2 separate regions of the Sus scrofa genome follow, and region 2 is linked to region 1. The links are chromatin contacts, called in public HiChIP or PLAC-seq maps. All regions are on one chromosome and are shown on one strand. Each heading gives the region's core, a stretch centred on a gene start, on an enhancer-like site or on the middle of the called end of the contact. The rest is flanking DNA. Distances are from core to core; before and after follow the strand shown.

Region 1 (5,670 bases), core at 1,580-4,079:
TGACAGAAATGGCTGTAGAGATGCTCTCTTTACTTTCTGAATAGCAGTAGTAGTGATAGAGTAGGTTGTGACCGTGCTACAGATACCAGAAGATGGCAGTTACTTCAAGGAGGGGTCCAGCGGCGTTCAAAGCTTGCACAGGATGAGCCGTGTGAAAGGGATGTTTAAGTAGCAGGGTTCTTTGATCACCTTTGTGTTATTGAATGATTTCTAAATATTCTCTTTTACCTTGGCCTACTTCTAACAGAATTTATCCTATGCTTAATTCAGTTTCTCAGAGAAGGATATGAACTTCTTGATTTTTTTTTTCTCATGTTACTTTAAGAAATAAACTTTATATTTAAGTATCCATTAAGAGAAGGGAGTAATAATTCTCACACTGGAGTTTATTATCCAAGGAAAGAAATCCACTTTATAGACCATGTAATGGACAAGTTTTGTTTGTAGTCATAGACTGAAGCCCTATGATTGAAGCAGAAGCCCTAATACCCTGCTTAATATTAGTTAACATTAATTAATATTAGTATTAGTAAGTTCACGTTAAAACTAATTTGGCAGTTTATGCTGATGCTAGTGTTTAGAAAGATAAAGATTTTTTTATGCCTTAACTGATAGTCCTTTGTCCTTTGTCCCAATGGGTGACATTTTCCCAATAGTCTGTAGTGGAGCTCAAGCAGATCCCAGTTTGTTTTCTGGCCTTGCCACTTACTAGGTGTTTGAGCCTTAACTTTCTCATCTGAATAAAGGAGTAATAGTACCCACCTTAGAATAGCCGTGAACATTAAATGAAGTGAAGTATGTGGTGAAGTTAGCACATTGCCTGGCACGCTTAATAGAAAGATTTTTTTTTTAATTAATTGAAAATTTTGAGCCTGAGACAGGATCTCAGGACAGTTCCAGAATTGGACTGAGCAGCTATACATCCATCTTTTGAACTTTAGGAAGAGCACACAGGCTTGGAGCATATATGTAAAATGAAGGAATGCACACTGAGTATAGTTCCTGGCACAGAGTGAATGAATAACCCAGACAGGTTAGAGAGCAATAACTCGGAGTATTGTTTCTTACTCAGTTTTCCAAAAGTCTAAAATGCGTGCCTTATTAACATGGCTGTATATAGGCTGTACCATCACAATAAAGGTGTAAATTTAAAGGACACTGAGTATGCTGCGTAATAAAGATGAGCAAGTTAATCTTAATACAATCAAATATAAACTCCTTCAAGGCAAGTTTTTCGTGTGTTTTGTTCACTGCTATCTCCTCACAGACTAAAATGGGCCTGACACTTAAAAGATGCTCCAAAAATTTGATCGAATGAACAGATGGATGAATGTGTACTGAACTCATTTCAGAATGTGCATTCCTAGCTTCATGCAGTCCTGATTACGAAATTTTCTGTGGCACAGTGGTTAATAGTATAAACTGCCCCCAGACAGTCTCATCTTGGTTCCACTATAGACGGCCAACCTTGGGGCAGTTGTTTACTTCTATATTCCTTAGTCTTCTCATCTGTATAATGGGCTAATAACTGCACCTACCTCATCAGTTTCTTATAAGTATTAATTTAATGAATGTTTGTAAAGCACTTAGCATCTGCCTCCACTAAGTTCTCTGTCAATGTTTGTTAAATAAATAATGGATAAACAAATCAAAGGGACCTCTCTTTGGCTACCGCTTATTGTGTTCAGAATAGACACACAAGCCAGAGATGTTCCTCCATCAGCTGATACTGGCATGATGTTGGGTTGTTGGTCTAGCTCACAAAGAAGAGCTAGATTTCATTCCTCTTCCAGGAAGTTACCCTTGGAAAGTAGGCTGTGGGAAAGATGACTCACAGCTCAGAGAAGGGTACCCATTAGAGGATGCAGGCAACAAGGGCTACCATTGGCCCGGGCAGTGGTGAGGATGGAGTGTTTTGTGCAGAGAAAAACAAAAGTGGGGTTGGGGTGGGGTGGGGATGGTGCAGAATGCCAGGGGTGGGTCTAGGCTCTGTTGGAGTGGCTACATTTGTGTAAAGTGTACTTCCTGTCCCTTAGTTTATTTATCTTGTAACTTGAGTGAAGCTCCATTCCTTGTGCAACAAAGGACAGGGTATGATTAGTCATTCACAACAACTAGCTTGTCGTGTCTTAATTTATTCCTCTTTAGTAAATGGTTTCTGGTCTGTAAATGATCTGTTGTCCTGGGATGTGGTGGTAGAAGCAGCTACTGGGGAGGATAAATTCACATCTGGCCCCTACAGGCTCAGGCAGTGTTATATTGCTTACAGTGTAACAAAGGCAGGAATCTGCTACAAAGTGGTATTGACTTATTTAGTCAAGAGTCAAGTATCCCTGGATAATACTTTAGCCCTTGAGACTATCTATGTTACTATGTAAGTGACTAGATCAATAAAAAAAGGTTAAATGATGTTTATTGTAGCTTTTCCCCCCTTTCTGTAATGTAGAGAAGCATGCAGTTTGTTTTGGCAAGTTTTCTTGTAATACCAGGTAAACTTTAAATCACAGGAAGTCTGGACAGTGATAAAAACACATCTTGAAAACATGTAACTAGAAGTTCAAAGGCATTACTAACTTGGGGCAAAGCAGTGGTAAGGAGGGTTAGTGTAATTTCTTAGGGCTCTGTTACTTTTGCTCTGTATCTCCAAGATTGGGGCTTTTAGATAAAGAAGAAAACAGATCCTCTTCTTCCTGATGTCTGTACACAAAACTAAGTGAAAGGACACAGATCCTGTTTGGGTCACATGCCTACTTCTAGATGTACCACCATATCCAGGGGGTGCTGGCTCTGATTGGTCCAGTCTGTGTCACATGTTTCCTCTGAGGCCATGGGGCTGGGCTACCATGAGTGACAGCCCAGCCAGGACAGAGTGGAGGAGGGGAGGCACCAGAGGGGAAGAGTGCTGGCAGGAGAGACTCTTCCACTCCAGGCAATTGAATGGCAGAGTGTTTGTTATTCAGGAAACCACTCCTCCTGAGCCACTCTCTTGATGCCAGATAAATAAGATTTCACACTATTTGGAGTTACCCTCTTTGGAAACATGCAAAATAAAAATGGCATTACATTAAAAAAGTACACTGTCATTTTAAATCACATTTTTAATACCTATAGTGTAATGGAAAGGAAACCTTTTTCCACTAGCTTTTTCACCATCACAGTGGTACCGATGTACCCTCTTTCCACCCTCCAAATCTTAAAAGAAAAGTTGAAATCAGTCTGGGTGGGTGTTGCAATACGAGTTCGATATACTGTACTCTTTAGTTAGCATGCTCAGGATGAAAGCTTTTGGCATCCTTTTCTTAACAGTCACAGAGGAAAAAATTGCTTTGGCATAAAGGTCCTCTGGTTTTGCTATGCCACATTAACCAAGATGTGTAAGTGTCGTAAGTGAACTATTGATATTGCTTAAGTGGTCCAGAGAGACTATTCCAGAGTTAAAGTTGTTATCCCCAGGAGAGCTTAACCTACCTTCCTCCCATAAATAAAGCATCCCTTCCATCACATAAATTAGCCCGGTCTCTCCAGACAGTCAGCGTTTTGTTTTACCCTAAAAGGCTCTGCTGTGTGAAATTGGAATGCAGGATTAATAAGCTGCTTTTGTGTTACACAGGTTGATACTACGATAAAGACAGATTCCAGGATCAAAGCACAATCCTCTGATTTACCTTTCTAGTCTAATTAGAATTTGTAGGAAATGTAACCTTCCATTAGTTTTCCCCATGCCAGGCATAAAAGATGTATTGAGCCTTTTTTTTTTTTTTCCTTCTGTGCCTAGCCAGATTGTTTCGTGCTGTTAACTAGCAGCTTACATGGTAAAGTGAAAGAAATTGTCTGACTCGGATTCTTCAACAGGCATGTGCGCTGTTCAGTTTTCTAAACAAGACCAGCCAGCTTACTAGTTCACAGAAGTGGTTCCTTATTCTTTTCTTATGTTTTGGACTTAGACAGGTAGGACTAAGTATGCTACACAAAGAGTCTAGAAATATTTGTGTATGGGATGTTTTTGAAGACTAGCCAGCTATCACCAAGTAGACATAACAGGAAAGGAAACAATAGGAAATTTGTCACTGTTAGGCCTTTTCTGTGCATGTCTGCCTTCAAAGCAGTTTTTTTAATTATTAAAACCCTGTGATTCACTTTACGTGTCAATTCTTTCTGTCCCCCGGCAAGAATTATTTAAATGTCTGTGTGGGAGGAAGTGCAGGATCACAGTGGTGCTCCCGATCGTGGGCCTTGGTCCTGCTTCACAGAATCCAGAGTTCATGTTGGCTCACGAAAATATCTGATAAGCTTGGAAAAAGTTGTGAAATGCAGACTGCTGAATGCAATGATAGGCTCTTTAATAGAGGCCATAGCTAAGTACAAGCAAGTCATTTAGAAGGAAAAGTGTATAGAAAGCTAAAATTTAACCCATGTATTGTGGTTCCCCACTGAAGGAACATTCTGTTTCCCTTCCTGCGGTGGCCACTGGCCTCTGGCTGGGGAAATGGAGGTGCCTCTTTGAGGAGGCCACCCAGGGCTGTTGAGAAGATTTCTAAGGAACCCCTGACTGCCATGTTCAGATTCTTGATGATTTACTAGGAGATGCAGAAATGTTTCAGAGAGACATTACCAGGCGGGCTTGGTAACATCCTCATCTGAGCTGCTCCTCTTTTATTTGGGAATCTATAGCTCCCTCAAATCCTCCTCTCTAAGAGAACTTTGCCCAGGGTTCCCATGAAGCCTGCAATGGTCCATGCCGTCCTTGAATTCCTATGGTGGTCTAGTCCCCAGAACTTGAGAACATAGGGCCTCGTTTGGGTCTCTGGGACTGTCTGAAGGCACATCTGCCTCTCCAATTACGTTATCCTACCAATGCAATTTGTAGGGTTTTCACAGAAAGATTTTATTATCCCATTTGAAATACACAAAGCCCTTTGAGAGAAGCAGCACAGGAGGGTACTTTTGCAGATGAACTGAGGCATGGAGGCATGGTTCCTGGAGTCACGTGTTGATGGAGCACTGCTCTGAATGCAGGTGCATGGTGGTGGTTGGTGGACAGCTGTCCGCAAGTGTGATACACAATCCTTGCTGTGGAAGCTTACTGTTGCACCAAGAAGAGATGTGTGCACAGTCATCTGAAATACGTGACTTTATTTTGTGGAAAGTAGGGAAGGGATTGTTTATTGGGATAAGGAAGGCTTCTGGAGGAGGTGGGGGTCATTCATGTGCTGGATCTCAACAGATGTGTGAGACTTTCATTCACAGATGCAGGATATCATTGTCAGGGAGGAAACAGAGCAAAAGAAATATGGAAGCCAAAGGCATGTTTTGATAAGAGGAAGTAGGACAGTTTTGGCTGGAGTGAAGAGTTTGTTTAGAGAAGCAGGAAAGAAATAAGTTGGAAACTCAAGTTGGAGTCAAATGATGGAGAACTTTGGTTGCCAGACCCAGGATCTTGGTTGGGCCAAGAGTGTACTTGAGGGGGAGAGTGTGATAAAGGCTGTGTGGTGGGCAAGCATCAGGGAGCTTCTGGGGAGGAGGAGAAAGGTAAGGAAGAGACAGCTGCCAGGTCTACCTGAGAGGTCCCCGAGCAGGATGATGGGAGTTGGGGGTGAAGAAATGCAGATGTGAGTGACATCATGAAGGACACCCCCAAGCAAGTGATGGTCTGGTGGTGGGGTGGTGTAG
Region 2 (6,285 bases), core at 2,949-5,448, 210 kb after region 1:
TGTTCCATGTGCTTCGTCCATTCTGTTGACTGATTGACCACTTACTCTTCCTGGAATCCTGAATCAGGCTACTAGAAAGTAAGATGAAAACCACCCTATTCCCTGAGTGTTACCAATTCTGTTTACAGCCATTTACTGAAACAAACAGAAACCTCCTTGCTGTATCTTTGGAAAGAGTGAATGAAACTGTTATGCCATAGAGCCCTGTCTACAGGGTCCCCCACCCCCACTTTGGTAGAATCCCTCTTCCTTTTTGCTGCCTATTCTGATACTTACGTTGCTGACAGCCTGATATATGCTCGTTATACTTGCCTTTTGCTGCAAAGCCCAGTCTGCTGTCCTGTCTGTATGGCCCACCCTTCTCCATCCTTCTCCTTTCAAGCCTGAGCCCCACCAACTCTACACAGCCAGCATCTATCTGCCTTCTATTCCTCCATTCTCCTCCTGATCCTTCTAGCTTTCTCAAGGCAAGGCCAACCCAGCCCTAAGGTTCACCACTCCAAAATACTGTTTCAGAGAAAGAAAGCTCAGAAAGAACTTTTGAAATTTAGTGAATTAGGAATTTCTGCCGTGGCACAGTGGATTCATGGAGGCACGAGTTCGATCCCTGGCCCAGTGCCATGGGTTAAAGATCCGGTGTTGCTGCAGTTGTGTTGTAAGTCACAGCTCCAGCTCAGATTCGACCCCTGGCCTGGGAACTTCCATGTGCTGTAGGTTTAGCTGAAAAAGAAAAATTAAATTAAAATAAAATTAATAACTTAGCCCTTTACTCTTTCCATTTAAGTCTCTCCCATTCAGTCTTGGTAGGTCTTTGTTCTATTGTCACCTTATCCATTCCCTGTCTTGAGAGAAGGCAGTTATAAAAACAGCAGATGGGTTTTTAGGAACTTTTTGGCTTTATCATTGGAAGAGAGGCATCTAATGACTTTAAAATAGTGGGGGAAGCAAAGGTATACAGAATTGAAGTCGGAAATTGGAGTGCCTAATGTTCAAGCTATCACAGTGGATAGGTGGGTTGACTTCCACTGTTTTCTCCTCGGACCATGGAGTAGCTGATTAAATGGAAGCAATGCATTCAAATGTTTTCAAGAAAATTAAGTTCACTCAACAAAGTATTGTTTTTTCCCCCTGCTTTCTCCCTGCTATTCCTTGGTCATTGTACTAAAAAAAGAAAAAAAAAAAAAAAAGGATAACTTTGAAATTAGCTTTAGAAACAAACTCTACTACCTAATTTCCAGGCCTTTTATGCTTCACTGATATCCTCCTGTCGCTTGGAATTGTAATCTAGTCTATTTAATAGATAAAAAGTTTTGTCTACTTAACTAGTTTTTTTTTTTTCCTCTCTAACCTAAGACTTACATAGCAAAGGTACATTAACCACTATCTTGTTGAATTTAGAAACTGGGAGAAAATTTCAGATGATCCATTTAACCTTTATTTTTTATTTTTTAATTTTGTTTGTCTTTTTAGGGTTGCACCCGAGCATATGAAGGTTCCTGGGCCAGGGATCGAATCGGAGCTGTAGCCGCTGGCCTAGGCCACAGCCACACAAGGCCAGGGATTGAACCTGGGTCCTCATAGATGCTAGTCAGATTCATTTCCACTGAGCCACAATGGGAACTCCCCATTTAACTTTTAAAGATAAAAATATAATTGAATTAATGTATCTCTGTGGTTAGATCTAGTTAGGTTGGGTAGTTTGAGAGTTCCAAAGTTGTACTTTAGGGGATTTTTAAAATCCGTAAATAATTTTGTGAGAATTTGAAATTCTAAAAATAGTCATGAAAATGAGCCTGGTTTAGGCTTGTTGAGCAAATGATTATTATAAGCATCACCTCTGATAGACATTAGCAGTTGAATTCTAGGAATGTGAATTAGGACTGAGCCAGTACTATTTGAAACACATTCAGTTCTACGACCTGAAATAAATTGTGTAAAAATCCTTGGCTCCAGTTCAGTATGTATGTTCTAAGAGAAACTTCAGAGTATTTTCGTATTATCTGTGTATTTATGAATCTTATTTCCTATCATTTGCACATGTAGCTTACAACTAGAAGAATCACATTTGCTAATCAGTTCATTTCTACAATCTGCTTTTTGACTTAGTAAGCTGAGTTTTGTGGTTGCATTCGTGTCCACTGTATGTTTTGCTGCATCTGCGACCTACACCACAACTCACCACAATGCCAGATCCTTAACCCACTGAGTGAGGCCAGGGATCAAACCTGCAACCTGATGGTTCCTAGTCGGATTCGTTAACCACTGTGCCACGACAGGAACTCCCATCCTGGTGTAATTCTTAATGATAGTGTCAATGCTCTTGATTTTTGAACATTGCATTTAGTAACTTTTCTTTCTACTGTTGTCTAAAGAACACTAGTACTGAAGTTCCCTGGTGGCTCAGAGGGTTAATGATCTAGCATTGTCACTGCTGTAGCTGGACTCCCTGCTATGGTGTTGGTTTGATTCCTGGCCCCATAGTCTCTGAATACCAGGTGCGGCCAAAAAAAAAAGAAAGAAAGAGAGAACACTTGTACTTATTGGCACCGCCTATTGGCTAGACATATAGTATGTGACCTTTTTGCTCACTTTTGGAATTTCCTAATTATTAAGCCACACTCTTTCTATTTTTAGAGTTTTTAATTTTCAATTAATTTTACTTTCAGTAAAGCTGCAAGAATAGTACCAAAAAACTCCTAAGTTGGGAGTCCCTGTTGATAATGGAAGTAAATCTGACTAGTGTCCAAGAGGATGCAGGTTTGATCCCTGGCCTCGCTCCGTGGGTCGGGGATCCAGCGTTGCCGTGAGCTGTGGTGTAGGTCACAGACACAGCTCGGATTCCGTGTTGCTGTGGCTGTGGTGTAGGCTGGCACCTGGAACTCTGATTCAGCCCCTAGCCTGAGAACTTCCATATGCCACAAGTGTGGCCCTAAAAGCAAAAAAACAAAAAACAAAAAAAAAACTCCTAAGTTCTCAGAAGTTAGCGTTTTACTGTATCTGCTTTATACTTCTCTCTCTTTCTCTGTATACAGATACACAGACACATGCTTTATATATATATGATACATACGTGTATAATTGTATGTTGTATATTATATAGACTCTTTAATATTACTGAATTCTTAAGGATTGCATCAGTGCTCCTGAAGTTTATACATACATATGTATATATATACACACATATACACATACATATATAAACACCCACATACATGTATATCGTACACATGTACTTTTTCCACCTAAGCTGTTTAAGAACAAATTGAAAGAATTATTCCCCTCTGCCCCTGCTTACTCGAGGACATGGCAACATAACTACAATACAATGATCAAAATCAGGAAGCTAATATTGATAAACTATTCTTATCTAATCTATAGATCTTATTCAGATTTTGACAGTTTGCTCAATGTCCGTTGTAACAAAAGAAACTCAGGATGTATTGCATGCAGTTGTCATATCTTTTTAATTTCCTTTCAGCCATTCTCTTTTCATGACAGTGAAGAAAAAGGATATAGTTCAAAATATGGTACTAAAATATGCTTTAAGATGTTTGACTTAAAAAAGACACAAACCCAAACTATAAACTAATGGAAGTAGTGATTGGAGCCAATTTTATTCTTTTAATTATATTTTGCTAATTTAGATATAATCACTAGCAATACTATTTGGAAGATTGGCTACACAGAAAAAATTTGCCGTTTATGGCAAGTATTTCAATAAGTTAAAATAATCAGATATTAAATTACACTCGTATGTTATTATGCTTATATTCATTTTTAAAAAGTAGTTTTTAACCAATGGCTTGCCATGTGCTTCAGATCTTGAAAAAATTGCAAATAAGTAAGTAATAGTTATAGTAGAAATCAAACAAACAACTTTTTTAACCTTAATTCTCCATGTATACCACTGAAATATTAATATCTCAAATCCGAATAAAGATGGAAACTTTAAGGTCAAAAATCGCCTTTGCTAAAAGGAAATGTTAATTCCCTCTGAATGGTTTCATCCACTTCTGCAGTTAGAGCTTCCACTCTGTACCAGTGGGTCCCTCTTCATCTCTCATTTCTGGTCAATAAATTTCTTTTCTGGTTAAGACTCAGTGAAAGTAAACAATTTCAGATGTCTTGTCTGTCCCTTAGTTTGATATCCCATGACTTACACATTACTTCAGTCGTACTTCCTCAATAACTCTTAGCCACGGGCTAACCACTTCTTTAAGCAAACATAAAAGCCTTCCCAAGACTTTGAAATAGTAGATCTATGGGCTAGTAGTTAAAATTACAGGGTTATTTGCTCATATTTATCATACCTTTTACGTGTGAGGAAGTAGGCATCCCAATGGATAGGGTTATGTATTCAAAGATCTCAGGGAAATGATTTTCAGAAGGTGAGGAAGTGATTTTCAGAGTCTTTGATTTATCCTCTGTGGTGTCAAAATTGCACCCTTTAAGAGTTAAGTTTGCAGATGAAAAAAAAATTATGGCCAGTCTAAGAAAGAAGTGGGAAATCTCCTTCAAGCCAACCAGAGGATTATGAGCCAGGAGACAGTCTCAGAGAGGTCAGAGAACTGCTCCCAAGAGGTGAAGGCAGAAGATGGGGTGAGAGCTCAGGGTGGTCAGGATCGACGTGATTCTGACAGGGGCGTGTGCGGTCAAGCACACGTCTCGGTAGAAGGTTACTGCTGCTCTTGAGGTACACATGTCTTAGGTGATGGTTTTAGAAGTTGTCTAAGTATGGAAAGATGCAAGAACTTGGGTTCATAAAATTTTTTCCTGAAAATATCTGACCCTTTGAGGACCAGTTCTGCTGGTTTTCCCAGAGCACAGAGTGCCTCATCCTGATCTTTGCTCTGTGCTGTTGTTCAGCCACTGCAGTAGCTGAGGACTTAATTCTTGTAGAACTGGATGGTGAGCAGCATTCTCTGTTTCATAATCCTTTTCCTTTTGGTCTTAATTTTGACCAGGCTTTGGGAGGTATTTTGTGACCAGTTTGTCCTATGGTGCTGAGAATGCGCATTCCAGGTCAGGCAGAGATTTTGTTGGTAAGCCACTCAGTGTGCTCTTACTAGACAAGGTTCTGTTAACAGTAGCAAAAGCCTGTCAACTGCCTGTCTTATTAGTCTGTTGTAGTCTAGGAAATGGTTCCCCCTTGTTGCTTCTTCCCATATCTAGAGTTATACCATTACAATCATTGATCTTATGGGACTGTATATTTGATCAAGTGTTTCAAGTCACCTAATCATCATTAATTTTATCTGAGGCTCAGTCATACATTTGCTAATGCAAGAAACAATAATCCTGTACAGCTAGTAACATAAAGTTCATACGTATTTTTTTATTAATGATTTTTATATTTTTCCATTATAGCTAGTTTAGTGTTCTGTCAAATTTCTACTGTACAGCAAGGTGACCCAGTCACATGTACACCTACCTATACATTCCTTTTTCTCACATTCTCATGCTCCATCATAAGTGACTAGATATAGTTCCCAGTGCTATACAGCAGGATCTCATTGCTTATCCATTCCAAAGGCAATAGTTTGCATCTATTAACCCCAAACTCCTGGTCCATCCCACTCCCTCCCTCTCCCCCTTGTCAACCACAAGTCTTTTTTCCAAGTCCATGATTTTCTTTTCTGTGGAAAGGTTCATTTGTGCCATATATTAGATTCCAGATATGTGATATCATACAGTATTTGTCTTTCTCTTTCAGACTTCACTTAGCATGAGAGTCTCTAGTTCCATCCATGTTGCTGCAAATGGCGTTAGTTTGATCTTTTTTATGGCCGAGTAGTATTCCATTGTGTATATATACCACATCTTCTTAATCCATTCATCTGTTGGTGGACATTTAGGTTGTTTCCATGACTTGGCTATTTTGAATAGTGCTGCAATGAACATACAAGTGCATGTGTGATAAGTGAGTATTTAAGCTAAGAACCGCAAGTAGGTGAGGTCCAGTATCTCCTCAGATTATCTGACCATCTCTTAGCTATACCAACTGTTCTCTTTAAAAAGAAGTGATATATTGGCATTGTGGATAAAGTTCGCCACAGGTATTTATACATGCAAGGTGAGTGGTGGGTACCTTATAGGACTGAGAAAGAAATGTTATCTTCTAAAGAATTACATGGCTAGCTTGAGAAGAAGAAAAACCGATCTTTATGGTTGAGCAGGTATTCCTGCCATTAGGGAGGTCTGGTTAATGCACAGTGCAGATTCAACATACAAGCCAGAGGGGAGGGAATGGACCCAGAAGTGCAAAGAAATATTTTATGTTTTAAA

The links. HiChIP or PLAC-seq counts read pairs in DNA pulled down with a chosen protein or histone mark.
Region 2: an H3K27ac HiChIP or PLAC-seq map of alveolar macrophages shows a contact between it and region 1. The contact joins two enhancer-like sites.

Annotation. Positions count from the first base shown.
Region 1 is chr18:33,464,257-33,469,926 of Sscrofa11.1, forward strand. All of the region lies in intron 1 of DOCK4 (dedicator of cytokinesis protein 4), which reads left to right. Among named protein-coding and RNA genes, the nearest start is that of DOCK4, 44 kb to the left of the region's middle. Within about 2 kb of position 2,830, at least 39 of the 83 cell types and tissues checked have an H3K27ac peak or open chromatin away from gene starts, as enhancers often do. A contact at or near this core is called in alveolar macrophages, where this site is marked.
Region 2 is chr18:33,676,768-33,683,052 of Sscrofa11.1, forward strand. All of the region lies in intron 12 of DOCK4 (dedicator of cytokinesis protein 4), which reads left to right. Among named protein-coding and RNA genes, the nearest start is that of DOCK4, 260 kb to the left of the region's middle. Within about 2 kb of position 4,199, at least 1 of the 83 cell types and tissues checked has an H3K27ac peak or open chromatin away from gene starts, as enhancers often do. A contact at or near this core is called in alveolar macrophages, where this site is marked.